2 separate regions of the Mus musculus genome follow, and region 1 is linked to region 2. The links are chromatin contacts, called in public HiChIP or PLAC-seq maps. All regions are on one chromosome and are shown on one strand. The core of a region is the stretch at or near the end of the contact, and the rest is flanking DNA. Distances in the headings are between cores, read along the strand shown. Region 1 has its middle 15 kb from the start of Pdpn. Region 2 holds the start of Prdm2 (PR domain containing 2, with ZNF domain).

Region 1 (5,773 bases), core at 244-2,743, 100 kb after region 2:
TCCAGCACCGACATGGTGGCTCACAACTGTCAGTAACTCCACTTCCAGAGAAGCTGATACACTCTTATGGCCACATTTTCAATAAGCTTTATTTTATTTCTAGTTATGTGCATATCTGTGTGTGTGTGTGTGTGTGTGTGTGTGTGTGTGTGTGTGTGTGACATATGCAGTGGTGCCAGAGGCCAGAAGGCAGTGTCGGATCCCCTGGGGCTGGAGCCACAAGTGGTTGTGGGCTGTCCAAAGTGGGTGTGCTGGAGACTGAACTTGGTTCTCTTGGAAGAACAACAAGTGCTCTTAACTGCTAACCCATCTCTCCAGAGCCTGAATTGTTAATTAATTTATTTTTTTGAGATAGGATCTTGTGTAGCCCAGGCTAGCCTTAAACTCACTCTGTAACAGAGGATGGCCTTAAACTCCCGATTCTCTATTCTCCTCCTCTGGAGTGCTGGGATTCCAGGCAGGCACCACATCACCTGGTGTGTGCTGTGGATGGCACTGTGGACTTCGTGCAGTCAAGGCAAACATTCACCTTGTGAGCACTCCTAGGCCTCATTTATTATTATTATTGTTATTATATTTTATTTGTTACAGTTGTCAACGTTTACATTATTGGGTATCCGTCGTATAATAATACATCCAAACAGTTTAGCTTAGACTATAAAAAAAATGCTCATTTCTGTTTTATACATGCTCTCTGGATCTGTACTAGCATCATTCATGTAAAGGTTTTTTTGTTTTGTTTTGTTTTTTGTTTGTCGAGACAGGGTTTCTCTGTGTAGCCCTGGCTGTCCTAGAACTCACTTTGAAGACCAGGCTGGCCTCGAACTCAGAAACCCGCCTGTCTCTGCCTCCCGAGTGCTGGGATTAAAGGCGTGCGCCACCACCGCCCGGCAAGACACCACCTTGCTATGTTTCTTTTTTTTTTTTTTTTTTTTTTCAGATTCTCTTGGATGCATTTGAGAGAGAGATTATTTTGAAGTGTTCACATAAAAGTACATATGTTTATGCTGTGATATATGTATATATTTATGAGTGTGTATAAGTCTATAGATAGATTTATTTATTTATTTATTCATTTATTTGTTTATTTACTTAGGAGTGCTGGGGATCAAACTTAGGAACTCATATATGTAGGGCGCGATGCCACTGCTTATTTACTGACTATACCTCTTCATAAGTTAGCGCTGTCTGAGAAGCAGGCATCTAGAGACCTCAGTGATGGATTGTGGATATATAGGAGGACTTGACCCCTGGTTCACCTGTGGTATATCCCCAGGCTGGGAGTTCCATCTCTTCTGCTACTAAATTTGTGATGAAGGAGTCCATCTGTCTGTCTGCCTATCTTTGAGATGGGGTTTCACTTAGCCTAGGCAGGCCTCAAACTCATTATAGAAGGGCCTGACCTTGAACTTCTGACCCTCCGGCCTCCACTTCCTGAATAGGCAACGGGATCTTAGGTGTGTGCCACTGTAGTGTTCGTGGTGCTGAGGATCGAAGGCTTGTTTTTGTTCCTTGACTCCACAGGGAATAGGTTCCAGCTGCTTAGGTGCTTCTCTGTGTGCAGCAAGCCAGCACTCCAGCTGAACACGGTGTGTTCTCACTGGGTTCCCTTTTTTGAGCGCTTCCCTTTGGTTTATGGAAGCCATCTCAGCTCTCAGGGCCTTCACATGCTCCGCCTGCACAGTAATTCTCCTGTCAAGACTCTTGCCCTTAACTTGCTTGTTTGCAATGCCATCAGCATGCTAGCTCCAGGTTTGCCGTGGGCACATTTATGGGAGGTTCCTTTTTGAAGGATTCCCCTGATGCCTAGAGTGTGATCCTCTTGTCTCACACGTGTGTGGCCAGAGGAATGACACCGTGTTTTGAGAACATAAACAGGAGTCTCCTCTTCCTTTGGTGTCTGTCATTTTGCTGCATCGCCGAAAGACAGCTGTCACAGCCTAAAAGCATCTGTAAGGATTTCCCCCCCTCCACTCCCCCCGGCCCCCACACCTTGAGACAGGGTTTCTCTGTATAGCTCTGGCTGTCCTAGAACTCACTTTGTAGACCAGGCTGCCCTCGAACTCAGAAATCCGCCTGCCTCTGCCTCCTGGGGTCTGTAAGGATTTTAAAGTGTGCACAGAGTGTATATAACTTTTAAAAATTACTTTAGGCAAAACAAAATCTGACCTGAGCTGTGTGACACACACCTTTAATCCCAGCACTTGGGAGGCAGAGGCAGGTGGATTTCTGAGTTTCAGGCTAGCCTGGTCTACAGAGGGAGTCCAGGACAGCCAGGGATACACAGAGAAACCCTGTCTTGAACCAAAATCAATCAATCAATCAATCAATCAATCAAACAAACAAACAAACAACATCCCTGAACCTAAAGAATAGTGGGGTGGGGGGGCAACTTTGTGAAGTGAGGAGACTTCAGTGAAGTGTCTCTTCTGTGAAGAGAAGACAGGCGCCTTCAGCTGCCTGCTGAGGATGAAGAGGGAGACAGGCAGGTGGAAGGGGGAGCACTAGGGAGACACTGAGGCAGGAAGGACAGTTGGATGGTACTGGAGGAGAGCTAAGAGGGGACTCCAGGAGGTGGTGGAGCAGCAGGGAGCTACAGACACCGACTGTGGGGTTTCTGCACGGAAGGGTTTGAAACGGCTTCTCCCGATGTCCCCACCTGTCAGCCACAGCACGGCTTCTGAACCTTGGCACTGCTGATATTTGGAACTCAATAATTCTTTTTTAGGAAGTCATGCCCTGGGCATTATAAGATATTTAGGGACACCCATGGTCTCCATCTACCAGGTACCATTGGCAGACACCCATTTTCCCATGTAATGATAAAACATGAGATTAAGATTTGCTAAAGGTTACCTGGAGGATAAAACACTCCTGTTGACCCTCCTCTTGAAAACCAGTCAGCCAAGCTGTCTCCTTTGAGAGGATTAGCTTGGGAGACATAAGATTATACAGAGAAAGGACTTGGTGCTCAGTGTTTGTCTTTCAAAATGGGCTCCCTAAATCCTTAGCAATAAAACACTCTGAGACAATCGAGCCATGCTGAGAATATCCAATCGCCTTAAGCATCCTTTCTACTGCAATAGCCAAATCTGGCTAACTTGGATCACAGGGATTGTGCTTAGAGAGAATTCATATGTGACATGGGGCTATATGGTGCTGTCTTCTAGGAAGGACGAATGTCTCTGAGATAGATAACAGGTGCTCACAGGAGAAGGATGCCTGATTCTGCCCTGCCCAAGGCCAGGGTGATCGGAAGAAGATATATCTCAAGAACTTGGATCTAAGCAGGCGTCCTGCTTGCAGAGACACCCACCATGGCCTTGCATGGAGTAATGTGACATCATTCAAGTTCCCAAGTCTTGGGGAGAAAGCAGCCAGACTCTTTGCCAGAATGTACCGTGAGCAGAGCAGCCGCTAACTCAGTACCTGTCTTAGTCAGGGTTTCTATTCCTGCACAAACATCGTGACCAAGAAGCAAGTTGGGGAGGAAAGGGTTTATTCAGCTTACACTTCCATACTGCTGTTTATCACCAAGGAAGTCAGGACTGGAACTCAAGCAGGTCAGGAAGTAGGAGCTGATGCAGAAGCCATGGAGGGATGTTCTTTACTGGCTTGCTTCCCCTGGCTTGCTCAGCCTGCTCTCTTATAGAACCAAGACTACCAGCCCAGAGATGGTCCCACCCACAAGGGGCCTTTCCCCCTTGATCACTAATTGAGAAAATGCCTTACAGTTGGATCTCATGGAGGCATTTCCTCAACTGAAGCTCCTTTCTCTGTGATAACTCCAGCTGTGTCAAGTTGACACACGAAACCAGCCAATACAGTTCCTAACAGTTTTTGTTTTCCTTTGAAACTGTGACATAGGCCTTTGTTGTCCACAGTCTCTCCATGTTCTAGTCTTCCAGACTCCTATCTGAGCGGCCCGTCAGCCTGTACTTAGCATCTTCTATGGTGTTACTAGCCTACAGCTCCGGACACTTCCATATTCCTCTTACGAACCAGTCAGCAACAGCCCCATCCCTCAATGCCAGTTTCCCTCATTACTTGTGTTCTTGTTACTGTGAACACACACACACACACACACACACACACACACACACACACACACACACACACACACACACCACAAGAGTCAGCTTAAGAGAAGAAGGCTTTATTTTGGATTCTAGTTCCAAAGGATCCAGGGTATCGTGGCAGGAAGGCATGTTACCAAGAGCAGCATGAAACATTTGGGGCCTCAGAGGTTAAGAGGACTTGTTGCTCTTGTAGAGGACCCACATTGGATTCCCAGCACCTACATGGTGGTTAACAACTCTCCGTAACTCCAGTTCCAGGGGATCTGATGCCCCCTTCTCATCTCTGCGAACATCAAGCAGGCTGACATACATGCAGGCGAAACACACGTTAAAAGATATATATAAATCTAGTAAAAATTCAAAACAAACTTTCAGGGCCCGGCTCTACTTCTCTAAGCCAGACTCTATCACCTAAAGATTCTATAGCCTTCCCAGATGGTGCCACCAGCTAATAAGCCATTGCTCACACAGGGCGTGTCTGGGGATATTTCACAGGCAAAGCATAATAGTCAAGGCCTGTGATCCTCCTGCCTCAGCCTCCTGAGTGCTGGATCCCTGGTACACACCACCACACCTAGATTCTCTCTCCAACCTCTTACTAAACACATCCACTGTTACAAAAAGTTCTATCTTTCCTTTCTAAACTTTTAATAATCTTTACATTATTATTTATCTAATTTTTGTGCATATGTTTGTGTGTGCAAGCACACAGGCAAGCACATAAGCACAGTAGTTAGAGAACAACTCATAGGCATCACTTCTCCCTTCCCATGTGGGTTTGGGGGATGGACTCCAGCCATCGGGCTTAGCAGCAAGCTCCCCCTCCACCCATTGAGCCATCTCGCCTGCCCAAGAAATTTCTGGGTTTTGTTGTTGATGTTGTTTTTGTTGTTGTTTGATTTTTTTTTTCCTTCCTGTGGCTGCCTGGTCAGTTTTTATAAGCTCTTGTTCTCTTGTTTTAATGGCATTTTCTGTAAATGTTGCATGCTTGATACTTCATATTCTTATAGTCTCCATGTTGGAAATCTTGAGATTCTCATGGTGTGCTTTGTTCCTTCTATGGCTCCTGCTGGGATGTTCCTTTCTCTGAGTATTTATGGGTTCTTTATCCTGGCCTTATTTATGTTGGTGGGACACAATCAGAAGGGTTCTGGAAACTTCTCACAGGGAGGCTTTCTTCCCAGTAGACTTACACTGTCTTTTCTAGAGACCAACACTGTTACCATATCAGGGCACTGTCACTGTACCAGGGCACTGATACTGCACCAGGGCACTGTCACTGTACCAGGACGCTGTCACTGTACCAGGGTGCTGTCACCGTACCAGGGCGCTGTCACTGTACCAGGACGCTGTCACTGTACCAGGGCACTGTCACTGTACCAGGGCGCTGTCACTGCACCAGGGCGCTGTCACTGTACCAGAGCGCTGACACTGTATCAGGGCGCTGTCACTGTACTAGGGCACTGACACTATACCAGGGCACTGTCACCATACCAGGGCACCATCACGGTACCAGGGCACTGACACTATACCAGGGCACTGTCGTCATACCAGGGCACCATCACGGTACCAGGGCGCTGACACTGTACCAGGGCACTGACACTATATCAGGGCTCTGTCACTGCACCAGGGCACCATCACTGCACCAGGGCACCATCACTGTACTAGAACACACTTGAGCTCCCATCAGAGTC
Region 2 (5,427 bases), core at 1,337-3,836:
GACGTATCCCCTCAAGGCCCACATACACTTCCACTATGGAGTTTGCTAGTGAAAGCTGCATATTTGCTGTTGGGTTTTTCCCCTTTACATATATTAAAACTAACACGAAACTAGTCAGAAGACATGAAAATAGCAAATACTCCACAGTGCTCTCCACCCTGGAGACTGTGATTTAACACACCCCTGAAAGGTGTCTAAGTCAGATCTAAAGTTGAAAAGATATCAGCATTCTGAAAAAAGAAAAAAAAATCCCATTAATAAATAAATAGCCAGTATAAAATAATCATCAAAAGGAACTGTGTGCAGATATGTGTGAGCTACAGACACCACAGAGAAATCAGGGAGGTTACTTCTTAGGTAGCTGAAACAAACAAACAAACAAAAAAAGATGTATCATCAGACACTACCAAAGCAGATTTTCCAGTTTTCACATCTTAAATAGTTGCAGAATTTTTAAATTCATCACAGAGAAAAAACTTCCGAAAATTAATGAAAAGAAATGTCAGACTTTAGAAGCCTTGAAAATCAATGTGGGATTGGTTAATGAATGATGGCCCATCCACATATCAGCCATTAAACATCAAATTGAAGAACAGTTAAAGACATAGAAACACACAACAGCATAATGAAAGACAAGCCTCATCGATATACACAACATATCAATTCTCTATAGACTATTATACAGAAGTGCATGCTTCTATAAATGAATGTATGTGAATAAAGAAATACAAGCAGGCACACCATGAGGGACTGACTAGTGACAATCTGCTACAATGTTAACAATGGCTATCTGAGGAGGCGGAAGTTTACAGGCGGTTTCTATTCCTTCTTTGTGCGCCTCTGTTTTCCAACTGTCTTCCAGTGCGACTGTTTTGCTGTTTTGTGCTTACAGAGCTAATACATTATTACAAAGTTACACCTTCTTATCCCGAGCACTGCATAGAAAATGTAAAACAAACCACCTCAAACCTCAACGAAGCCAAGTCTTCCATCAACAAACAGCGAACATTCATTGAGCATTCTCATTATGTCCCTGGTTCTAATAACTTTGTAAATGCATCGACGGCTTTTTTTTGGGGGGGGGGGGCAGGGAAGGGTCGAGCCCTGAAATAACACCAAATGCAGCTGAGTGTTGCTTCCAACAATGGATTTACAGCTCTCTTCCCATGGCTTGGAATAAAGGGGGCTTATTAAATGATCTCTGAAGGTTTTCAAAGCTATGGCGAGATTGCTCATGAAAAAGAAATTTCATCAAATAAAGTGTGTGAAAGAGAGCTTGGAGGGTGGCAGCTGCGTGCAATCTCAAAAACAGAACTCTATAGAACAGGAAAACAACAGAATAATGTCTCTCAGTTCCTCCTCTTAATATCCTAAAACCTCTTTTCCAATATCATCGTGGGCAGAATGATCCAACTGTAGTCTGTGCTATTGTAGGTAAAAGAAAAACAAAAACCAAAAAACAAACAAAAAACCATTGGGAGGTTGTCTTTGCTGTATATATTACTTTAAAGAATAACCTCGAAGTAAACAAAAAAACTTTGAGATACAATTTTAGTCATGTTCTGGGGACACTGTGTACTAGAAACAAACATTCCCGTGTTTCATTAAAGGGTCCTAAGGGCAAGGCACTGGAACTTGGCAAAAGGCAGTTCACGTGTCAAATACACCCAAATCCTCAATACATGAAATGCGGGGGGTGAAGGGAAACCCCATTTCTCTAGGTGTAAATTCCAGCTGGGTAGTAAGAGGCAACGGGGCTTCCCGGCGATCTGTGGGATTGTTTCCCCAGCTCGAGGCCCGACCTAACGGTAAGTGCTAGGCCATTGGCCGGTGCTTCACGCGTGGATCGTGGAAGAACACTGACCTGTTAAGGTCTATTTCGTGTCTCGCTCGTCACCCTCGGAGACATAGTAGATGGATCTTTTGACGAACGCAAACCAGTCCTATGTATGCTAGCGCACACCTGTGACACATGCACGTATGCACCAGTGGGTCGATGGGGGACACTCGAGGAGCCCACTGGCAGGTTTATAGCACACGGAAACTATACGGGGGTGAAAAACACAAAGGCTCGAGGCACAGAACCAACTCGAGGATTGCAGATGCGCTCGCACATTCAACCCGGGACACAAAAGAGCAGAGATCAGCGCAGCCCTGCGGATGGGGACCGCCCGGGGCCCACGTGCGCTCCCCGCCGACCCCGCAGCCGCGCACCCCGAGTCCGCCGCGCCGTCACCAAACGGACCCGAAACTTGGCCGCGGGGACTTAAGAGCCGCGGAGCGGGAGCCTTCGCGCCGCCTCGCGTCGGCGCCAGCGCCAGCCACCGGTTCCCGGCCGTTCGGAGGAAGCTCGAAGGGGGCGCGTCAGCCCGCCCCGCAATCCCCTTAGCGCCCGGCCCGGTCGCCCCCGCCGCGGTGGCCACACTCCTCACTGACACCAAGGGACATTCCCCCGAGGCCCGCCCGCCCTCCCCGGCTCCGCCGCTCCTCACCAGAGCGCGACGTGCCAACGCTTCAGCGAGCCCAGAGCCGCAGCCGCCGCCGTCGCTCTGGCGCCCGCGGCCGCGCCGCCGCCATCTTGGCTCCGGCCGGAAGTGACGTCGGCACGGCGCCCACAACCCCCGACCCCGACCCCGACCCCGCGCGTAGCTCGTGGCCTGCGACCCCGAGGAGCTCAACACGACGGTCAGGCGTGACCCCGGCGGACTGTGTCGCCCTCTCTGTCAATCACGGACTCGCCGCTCGCCCCAGAGCGTTATTACCTCGAAGGGAAGCCCGCGTCGCCATGGCCGGGCCAGCCTGACCACTATAGAGTTAGGGCTGAGAAACTCAAGAGTTGGTCAGAGAAGCCACCCTACTTCAGACGACCGCGACTGACTGGCGTGGTGGCGCACACTTTAATCCCCAAACTCGAGGCAGAAGCAGCCAGAGCTACATAGTGAATTCCAGGAAGGCAGGACCACACCCTTAGACCTTGTTTCAAGAAAAACAAGAGCAGAATCCACTCTGAAGGCCACTCACTAGACCACTGCCAGGCAAATAGACCGTTTAAATGGTGTGCAAAGGACCAATATAGCCACACACACACAAACCCGAAACTTCAGCAAAGCAGATGCAACTGAGCGGCTGTATTCATCCCTTACCAGGAGGCATTTGCTAACTGCCAGCTATGGGCCTAGGTCAGTGCCAAGGCTCTGTGGTACCCAGCATGGCCTTCATCTTGCCCTTGGGAACTGCACCACTATTTACAAACAAGTGAGCTGGAGATGGATTGGATTGAACTGGAGACCACTTCTGACATCCCAGAAAAGAGGTTTGACGGGAACATAGTTGCCAATCAATCTGAAGTTGTAGAGAGATGAAAGTTACTTGTCACATCTAGATGGTACCCAGAGCCATGAGTACTTCAAGATAAAGCTATCCTCTGAGAAGAAAGGAAAAAAAAAAAAAATCTAAGTGTAGTGGGCCGTATTAGTCCTCTGAGAAAAGGATCTGAAAAATAGATAATGTATTATGTTCAAATGTGCCTCCAAAACTTTGGAAAGACCAGACAAGCTCATCAAATGTACCTGTTGTTTAGAAAGTACGTCAATCAACGTGGATTGTGGTATACTCTGTAAAGGATTGGTGACATGGTGATTATCTCATCAGTACTGTTGACAGGTGAGGACAATGTCAAGTGTTGTCAAGGTCTGGATCACCACAGAGCCCGTGGAGAGAGGAAATAAAACCTCAAATGTTTGCTTATGTCTCTCACTAGTCAAGAGTTTACAAACCTAAGAGAGACATGCAAACTTGTCACTAGAATATACACTATTATGGTACAGGCTGCCACTGGAATTTGCACTCTTTATTTGATTAACACCTTACTAAGTATATGCATCAAAAATCATCTGAGGTAGCGTGGGAGCAAAAGGGAGACCACCACCTCATCTACCACCAAACTGCCATAGCCATCATTTTAAAAGAAAATCTACTTACCCCCTGGCATCCAATAGAATGCAAAAGGAAATATAGGGGATTTTGATTTTTGTCAAATCAAAACATGACATGGTAAAACCAGAGAACACCATGCCAAGAAGGCAGTGGCTGTTCTTCCTGTCTTTAATCTGATATGACAATGCCTTTTTCCCCTGGGGCAACGGTTTCAGATTTGATGTCTTAAAACAACAGAAATTTAATCTCCTGCAAATGTAGAGGCTAGAGTCCAAATCAGTATCAGTAGACTCAAGCTAAGGTGTCAGTAGGACCACACTTCCTCTGAGGTCTCTAGGGGAGACTGTTTCCTTCTTCCAGCTTCTGGTGACTGCCAACATTCCTTGGCTTGTCACTATGCCACTCAACTCTTCAAGGCCAACATCATCACACTCTCTTCATCTTTACATCACTTTCTCCTCTGTAGGTAGTGAAATTTCCCTCTGTTCTTTCATAATCTATACAGTTGCACTGAGGATACCCAGCTAAACCACAGTTAATCTCTTCATTGCTGAGTCATAGCAACAGAAGTTCTGCAAGAGGTAATGCTTGAGAATTCAAGGGATTGAGTTGAGGTCAGATGCTTAGTAACGATTATTTAGCCTACCACACTGAGTAAATCTTCGGTCCTTCTAAATACCACCTCTAACCAACCACTGTATACTTTTAATCTGTGTATTTTGTTTGAACATGTTTCAATTCTCTAAACTGTGATACTTCCCAGACTGAACGACACACTTTATAGTTCATCTGTTCAATTAAAAAAGACAAAGGCTATGGAGATTACAGTGAAATTTCATTAGTGATGATTAGCTGTGCGGTGTACTAAATACTACTGTTTTCCTTCTTTGAAATGATGAAATGCCTTGCTAATGAAGGATGATGGGAATAGAGATGCTTTAATCAGAAATTGTGGTCTGTTTATTAGGAGACGGACGTATACAACACACTCACTATCAAAGTCTGCAACGTGAATGAAACTCCATGTTGCACAAGTCACCTGGCTCAGCCCTGGTCACTTATGCACATATTATGTGTTAAAATGGCACATGCTACACTCAAAACCCAGAGCAATGTCTAAGCACTAAATAGATAATACTTACGGGGGGAAAATGGCATCTCCCTGACTCTCAAAACAGATAGAGATAAGCAGTTATGTATAGCCCAGACATTGTATTTTTTTTTAAAAAAAAATGTGATTGTAATCAAAACCACAGCAATTTCTATAGAATTGCCCCTTAAAAGATTAAAAACTTAGCTGGGCGGTGGTGGCACATGCTTTTAATCCCAGCACTTGGGAGGCAGAGGCAGGTGGTTTTCTGAGTTCGAGGCCAGCCAGGTCTACAAAGTGAGTTCCAGGACAGCCAGGGCCTCACAGAGAAACCCTGCCTCGAAAAAAAAAAAAAAAAAAGATTAAACACTTTATAGCTAGTACCAAAGACTTTAAACTAC

What was found. HiChIP or PLAC-seq counts read pairs in DNA pulled down with a chosen protein or histone mark.
Region 1: a contact with region 2 is called in an H3K27ac HiChIP or PLAC-seq map of embryonic stem cells, with 8 read pairs. The contact joins the enhancer-like site here to the promoter of Prdm2 in region 2. A contact is called at or near these places in 3 of 39 promoter capture datasets (embryonic stem cells, macrophages and stem cell-derived epiblast-like cells), 1 of 115 datasets of contacts at active chromatin or transcription factors (embryonic stem cells) and 1 of 9 other capture datasets (adipose tissue).

Annotation. Positions count from the first base shown.
Region 1 is chr4:143,312,043-143,317,815 of GRCm38.p6, forward strand. No RefSeq gene overlaps it. Among named protein-coding and RNA genes, the nearest start is that of Pdpn, 15 kb to the left of the region's middle. Within about 2 kb of position 1,494, at least 3 of the 459 cell types and tissues checked have an H3K27ac peak or open chromatin away from gene starts, as enhancers often do. A contact at or near this core is called in embryonic stem cells, where this site is marked.
Region 2 is chr4:143,210,123-143,215,549 of GRCm38.p6, forward strand. Prdm2 (PR domain containing 2, with ZNF domain) reads right to left here and starts at 2,587. Exons shown (of 10, transcript NM_001081355.3): 1 at 2,493-2,587.